2 separate regions of the Zea mays genome follow, and region 2 is linked to region 1. The links are chromatin contacts, called in public Hi-C maps. All regions are on one chromosome and are shown on one strand. The core of a region is the stretch at or near the end of the contact, and the rest is flanking DNA. Distances in the headings are between cores, read along the strand shown. Region 1 has its middle 83 kb from the start of LOC100277016. Region 2 holds the start of LOC100384176 (homolog of histone chaperone HIRA).

Evidence for each region. A called contact is a pair of places that touch in the nucleus more often than the background predicts.
Region 2: a Hi-C map of leaf shows a contact between it and region 1, with 5 times the contacts expected there. The contact joins the promoter of LOC100384176 here to the enhancer-like site in region 1. A contact is called at or near these places in 2 of 25 Hi-C or Micro-C datasets (both in leaf).

The regions. Positions count from the first base shown.
Region 1 is chr7:63,128,535-63,131,810 of Zm-B73-REFERENCE-NAM-5.0, forward strand. No RefSeq gene overlaps it. Among protein-coding and RNA genes, the nearest start is that of LOC100277016, 83 kb to the right of the region's middle. Within about 2 kb of position 1,852, at least 4 of the 20 cell types and tissues checked have an H3K27ac peak or open chromatin away from gene starts, as enhancers often do. A contact at or near this core is called in leaf, where this site is marked.
Region 2 is chr7:63,333,478-63,337,180 of Zm-B73-REFERENCE-NAM-5.0, forward strand. LOC100384176 (homolog of histone chaperone HIRA) reads right to left here and starts at 1,994. Exons shown (of 10, transcript NM_001362248.1): 1 at 1,585-1,994; 2 at 188-463; 3 at 1-22. The coding sequence starts at 1,692.

The sequences.
Region 1 (3,276 bases), core at 602-3,101:
GGGCATCGACTACATCCATTAACCAAATTGACATAATGACACTAAAACATCTATTTTTATTCCTAGCTTTTTATTAACTATTTAAACTGTGTATCTTAATTACTTGATTTACCTATTCATCTAAATCGATCATCACAATATACGCATGCTAAATTAATAATATTTATTGAGACCAATAATTATATTTAATCTATTTATAGACTTAGTTGACTGGAATACGAATCAACTTACCCTTATGATATCCGACTTGAAACCACGAAATCGACGACGCCTTTCGGCTCAGCATTTCACCGGAAATAGGGTGAGTGCTGCGTCGAATCACGCTTCTTCTTTGTCCGCATCTAGAATTTTTCGGTCGCGTACTGATTTATTTTCATCTGCGCCTAATCTTCTCAGAGCTTGGCGTAGACGAGGATGACGATCAACGGCTTGTTCGAGCTTTTGTCGAGCACTTGGTGAACACCACGCTGCTAGCTTCGTCTTCACCCGATTCTTGGGATTTCTTGATGACGCGCGGAACGACGACGACCTTCGATTGAAGTCTTCGACCGAGCACTTGATAAGCGATGCACAGGGACCTCGCTTATTTCTGCATAACGTCCGGGATTCAGGGTTCGACGAGATCAAGTAGGGAAGAACACGGTTCGACGACACCGACGAGGTCAACGACGAGCCGATCAAACCAAAACTCCACGACGCCGACCGACACACGGGTTAGAGAATGGTGGCTGACGAGATCCGAGCTGGGAAAAAGAACACATGACTGGGCGTTAACGGTCGGATCCGAGCGTGAGGGAGAAGCTTGACCGGCGAGCTGGAGCGAGCTGGGCACACAACGACTTGAGGAAGCTGCGCGCGCACGGACTCAGGGAGATGGACGGATCGACACAGTGGAGCAGGGCACGCAGCGACACGAGAAGCAAAGCGAGGTCACAGTCGGGCGGGCTCGGACACAAACACACGCAGCGTTTCACCGTGTCCAGCACGCGCGTTACGGACTCGATGTCGACTGCAAGCAGTTTCGCGCGCACGACAACACAACGGAGGAGAACTGAACAGGGAGCTTCGCGGCAGCACGCGCAGGAACAACGGACCACACGCGACGCAGCCATGGAGGAACAGGGAGCAGGGACGCTGGTGCTGGAGACGCGGCATCGAGTGGCGGAGTTTGTGAACAATCCAGGGAGGCCGACATGGTTGAAGACAGGAGGCGAGCTGGGCGAGCTCGACCACCAGAGAGCAAGACGTGACGGCGGATCCGCGCGTGCGGAAAGCTGAAGACCAAATCGAGCTAGGGCCGAGCACCGGTCATGGGAAGCGGACGGTCGGGCACAGGAAGCTGGGAGACCGCTGCACTGGAACTGGGCGCCGTAGGAATAGCAGGAGAGGAGCGCGCGGCATGGGCGCGAGCTCGGAACTTGACGCAGCAGCCATGGAGATGGGCGCTGATCGAGCAGGGGAAACGGGGGGGTGGGGGGCGACGACTGGAGAAATGAAGCTCCACGGCGAGCAGAGGCGCGGCCGAACAGGAAGCTCCGGCGAGCTGCAGATGGCCGGAGGCGCGAGCACGGAGAGCTTGGGCGCGAGCTGCAATGGCGAGCAGGGTGCCGGACGAGCACAGCAGGAAGCTCGGACCAGGGGCGCGCGAGCTCAGAGAGCAGCTGCTAGGCGCGCGCCCAGGGGGCTGGGGAGGGAGACCCGCGAGCCGGAAGCCGAGCAGAGGGAGGAAGATGAGAGGGGCGCGCGGCGAGCAGGGATTCACGAGCTGGAAGAAGAAGCTGGGCGCAGTGCAGAAGACTGCGCGCGTGATAAAACGGAACAGGGGGCGGCGGGATTTTTCGCTTGAGTGGCGTAGGGGATGAGCTCGAAGGGAAAATCCCCAGCCACGGCAGCAAGGGATAGGAACGGGTTGGGAATTTCTTTAGAATTTTCTGTGTTTTTTTTAAATAAAGAAATTTGCAGATATTTGTTTGAATCACGATTTTTAACGATGCATATTGGGTCTGCACGCTACACGAATTCACATTTCATTCTCTGAATTCAGCGAGCCAACTTATTTACCAATTACTTATATTCGAAAAATTGGATCCGGGCGAGAAACGATAGCCCGAAAAGGACTGATTTCGTCTTCGATAATCTACATCTGATTCAGTTGATTTTAGACAAATTCCGTCCGCTATTCGAACACTTGGTTAGAGAACAATTTAATTAAAAATCTGTAGACGCGATGTCGTGTTTGATAGAAGGGGATTAAATTATTTTACTCTGAAGACGTAGTCGTCGAGTTCAAATTCATTTGTTCGGGATAAAAAGCGTAAAAGGAGGTCGCGCTTCCGAATTCGGATTCGCGCGGCGATGAATTTTAAATAATCATCGGACGCACCAATTTTCGGAACGACTATGTTCCGAACAACACGAAAATTTTGGAAGAGCCCAGACAGATAAAAATAAAAACGACGTCGCACTCGCGACAGACAAAACAGATGCGATATTAAAATCGCGATAGGCGAAAATAATTAGACCTTAGTGTCCGTCTTATTCACTTATATCACGTGCTTAAATCCGTACTCGTTGTCGAGCGGAATATAAACACCTGGGGTGTTACAGCGAAGTCTCTGCTTCTGTGTTTTAGCCTTTTGTCTTCGCTGTGATCAAATGGGTGGTAGTGGCCCTGAAGATATAGGGTGATTGGAGCCCGCCAGTCTTCAGCCATTATCAGATTGACTATCTGATGTCGGTCGGCGTCCTGTGTTATTTGCAGACCTTAGGGTTTCTTACGGCTGGTGTGCCGACTATGTGATAAAGTACATCGGAAGGCAAGGGTTCGCCCTTCGCTACTGATTTGGCTAATGTGTCAGCCTCTTTGTTCTTGTTTCTCTTGATGTGTTGTAGAGTGAAACCTTTGAATTGTTTCTTGAAGCTTCAAATGGCGTTAAGATACTGCATTAGCACATGCTCTTTGGAAGAGTACTCTTTTTCGATCTAGTCGGCGACGACCTTGGAATCAGTTTTGATGATGCAGGTGGTCACGCCAAGGGCTCTCAGTTTGCGGAGTCCTAGAATGACTGCTTCATACTCGGCGATGTTGTTTGTGCATTTATCTGACTCAAGTGCGAAGCTGAGACGTGCGGTGTATCTGTATTTGAGTCCGACAGGTGATGTAATAGTTGCTGCAGCACCGACGCTTGCGTGACACCATGCTCCATCACAGTGGATTGTCCAGACTGTTTCTGCATGACCCTGCTGCAGTTCCGAAGGCCCTGTCCAGTCTACGAT
Region 2 (3,703 bases), core at 744-3,243, 210 kb after region 1:
CAGGGGACCAGTTAAGATCTACCTACTTCAGGCATAGGAAAAGGAAAGGGTGCTCAATAGTTAGACAGTAACAATAACAAAAGATAATAATAAGAGGTAAAGAAAGAGTAACAGAATTCTCCACATGCTTGTTTAAGAAAAATTAGGGCAGATTTATAGCATGGATGCAATTTTGGAAGATAATTACCACGTCCGCAGTATGCCCTCTTAAGGTCATAATAACCTTCCAATTTTCCACATCTGGAGGTTCCCCACTACCAAACTCAGATGTTCCAGAACCAGCTTTTCTCTCATGAATTAGGATAACCTGATCATCTGATCCAGAAGCCAGATAGCGGCCATGCCTTGCCCATCTCACACAGTTTACCGATCCAAAATGGTCACGCATTGTAGCTAGCAACCCTTGGCTGGAATCATTGTGATTATTATTCTTGTCCACAGATTTCATGCTCCATATTCGAACCTATTGCAACACCGCAGAAAATAAAAGGGCCTTAAAGGAGATCAATTATGAATGAAAAAAGGGTAAACCAGTGTCGAGGCTCCCACATGAGTGGGGTTTGGGAAGGAATAACCCGAGGCAAGTCTCCCCCACACATGCGGAGAAGCTGCTTCGAAGCCACGGCCTGACTTAGTGAGACGGCTCTCACCACTGCACTAGGCCTACCCTTTAGATCACATATGAATGATGAAAGGAAAATATGAAACACTGGTCACACCTCAGTGTAACATAACGAGTTACAAACAAATATGCGTTAACATGACAAGAAATCACAACCAACTAAATCTTTAAATTTTTTATTATAACCCAACAATGAAATTACCAATATTCTGATTAAGAATCATATCAATGCAAAACCTTATGTTTGACGAACACTCAATAAGCTATTTAATTATAATGCAACATGCTAGCTAATATGGACTAAAAACAACAAAGTGAAACCTATGAGATTAAAATTTGGGAGGATGAGTAGTGACCGCACAATATTTCCCGGTTGAAAATCTAGTCACTAATTGCATCGGATATACTCACTAATTACAAGGTTATGTACGAGCAGAGAATTGTTAGAACTAAACAAAATATGCCTGGATGGAGTACCCCCCCCCCCCCCCCCCTCCCACACACACACCCAATAGGTAGCCAGTACACCCAAAATAATACCTTAACCGAACAAGCTGGACCCAAGAATGCAAACAAATGCTCATAAACTACTAGCAGTGGTGAACTCAAGAGAGTTCTAGAGCTTAGGCAAATCTACTATGATGAATGTTTGCTATAAAAAAATCTGTTTCAATATTGCGTGTTTGCTGAGGAGCCCAGCCAGCTGGGGTCACCTGGCACCAAGTCCACCCCTGCCTACTTGCAATCCTTAACCTCCAAATACTTTCAACTCGGGATATCACTGAAGCACAATTAGCACGCAAATATTAACCTATTATAGTACTGAGAAAGAGGACAAGGCAAGCCAGCAGGAAAAAATATCAATGGAGAAGATAAAAGAGAAAGGGAAAAATACAGCGCTGAGCTCGGAGCCTCGGACTAAACTAGAAGCAAGTAAAGGAAAAACAAACAACACATAATACCTTCTGGTCGCCGCCGCCAGTGGCGAAGCGGAGGCCGCCGGGCTGGATGTCGATGGAGAAGATCTGTAGGCCCTCGTGACGAATCCAGTTTGGCTTCTCCGCAATCATCTCTTCAAGACTTAGATTTCAACGTGATCATCTCTTGACATCCTAGCTAATTATTAAATTACACTGCCCGTCGATCACACTCCCAAACCCACGAGGCCATATGCCCCAAACCCTAGAATTTGGTAGTGAAACTCATATCTGGGTTGCGACTGATGATGGCAATCGAGAGACAAATCGAATAGGATGAGATGTACAGAAGCTTGGAGGAGTAGGGATCCGGAGGTTACTGGGAGGCGGCGGGCGGATTCGATCGGTGGGCAGCGGCGGCGCGAAGAACACGGCGATGGGGACGAACGTGTTCGTCTTGTTCGTGTGAGAATGGGGAAAAACAAAAAAGAACGAAAAACGAAAACGAATTCGAATGAAAATTGAACTGAATTGGAAAGTGTGCACTTGTGAAGGAAAGGCAGAGATGTGTCGACAATTTAATTTACTTTTTTGTCCTTTTTTCTCTCTTATAAATCGTATACCTTTACAATGAAGCTGCATGCTTTACGATTAGTACTTTTGAGAAGGAACATTGGATGGCAGTAACAAACAACAATACATGTATACATTGTAACAGAGCACGTGTACTGTTTGTTGGTTTCTGTATTTTTTTATACCCATACCACAGCAACTGGCACCGTCAGATAGATTGTTCACACGAAAGAAATTGAAAGGTAGCTGACACAGAAATTCGGTGCTAGCAAAAGCAATATCAAAAGATTATCAGGCATATACTGTATATACGTGTTAAAAATAAATACGGCGCAATGCATGGATACGGAAAGGAAAACAAACGATAAGACAAAATAAAATCTCTTACGCCCCGTTTGAATCATTGGAATTGAATTTCATTCAAATAATAGTAATTTAGGCATATATCAATTAAGCTCATTCGATTTTATGTAAAATATATTTGTATACTATTATTAACAAGATGTCGGAGATATTTATGTGCTACATTTTTACTATAGAGGAGTGAGACGAAGAGTGTCATGTAAGTTACAGGGTAGAAACAAATTCTACTAATGCATAAAATCATTTCTAACCCTCCACCACATGAATTTGAGATAGGCTTATATCTGAACTTTGGAAAGTGGTGGAATGTCAAAATTCAAACTAAATAAGTTATTTTATTGAGTGAATTCCAATTCCTCTAAAATGAAGGTATCCAAACGCACCGTTAGATTGAATTAGGCAGCTAGCAACTGCAGCTAATTTCTTCATTGATGGTGGCAGCCAAAACAGAAATGCAATCTGAAAGCGGAGAAGGTTGTACTGGACCTTGTTCCATGTTGGGCCTCTTTCAATTTCAACATCTGATCGTGATGCTATGCTGGAGCGGTCCAAGCACGCAGTCCAACCCAATAATGATTCGATACATAGGAAGCTTCAAAGGCTAAGTCATAATATTATATTTGGTTCGTTGCCTAACTTAACATATTTTACCTAACTTTTTGTCTAAGGTTAGTTTTTAAATTCGGACGACTAACTTTAGACAAAGTATGTTACAATTAGCCGCGAATCAAACAGACCATAAACGCTTCAAAGTTAAAGAGAAATGATTCGATACACACGAAGCTTCAAAAGCTAAGCGCTCCAAAGTCAATGAGAGCATGTGAACGACCGTGTAACACCCTAAAAATCCTAATTTTGGGACCTAGTAAAATTCTTTAGAAATTTATACTTTAAAGTGTCTTTTAATAAAATTATGAAATGAAACTTGTTTACTAAAGTTAAATAAATAGTAAATATTCAGTTTTGAATATGCACTTAAACTATTTTCTTAAATAATATATATGGTGGAATTCCTGATCATTTAATTCCCTATTTATGCATATTATTTGTTTAAGAAGAGTAGTGATTATGAATAATTTTTTAATAATAATAACATAATAATGATAACAAAAATATACTTTGCATCATGCTGGATTTATGCTTTTGCATTTAATATGAACTTTGGACTTCAAACCGAGATTTAGATTTGAAGTGAAAACCTGAAAATCTTGAAATAGAAATAAGAAAT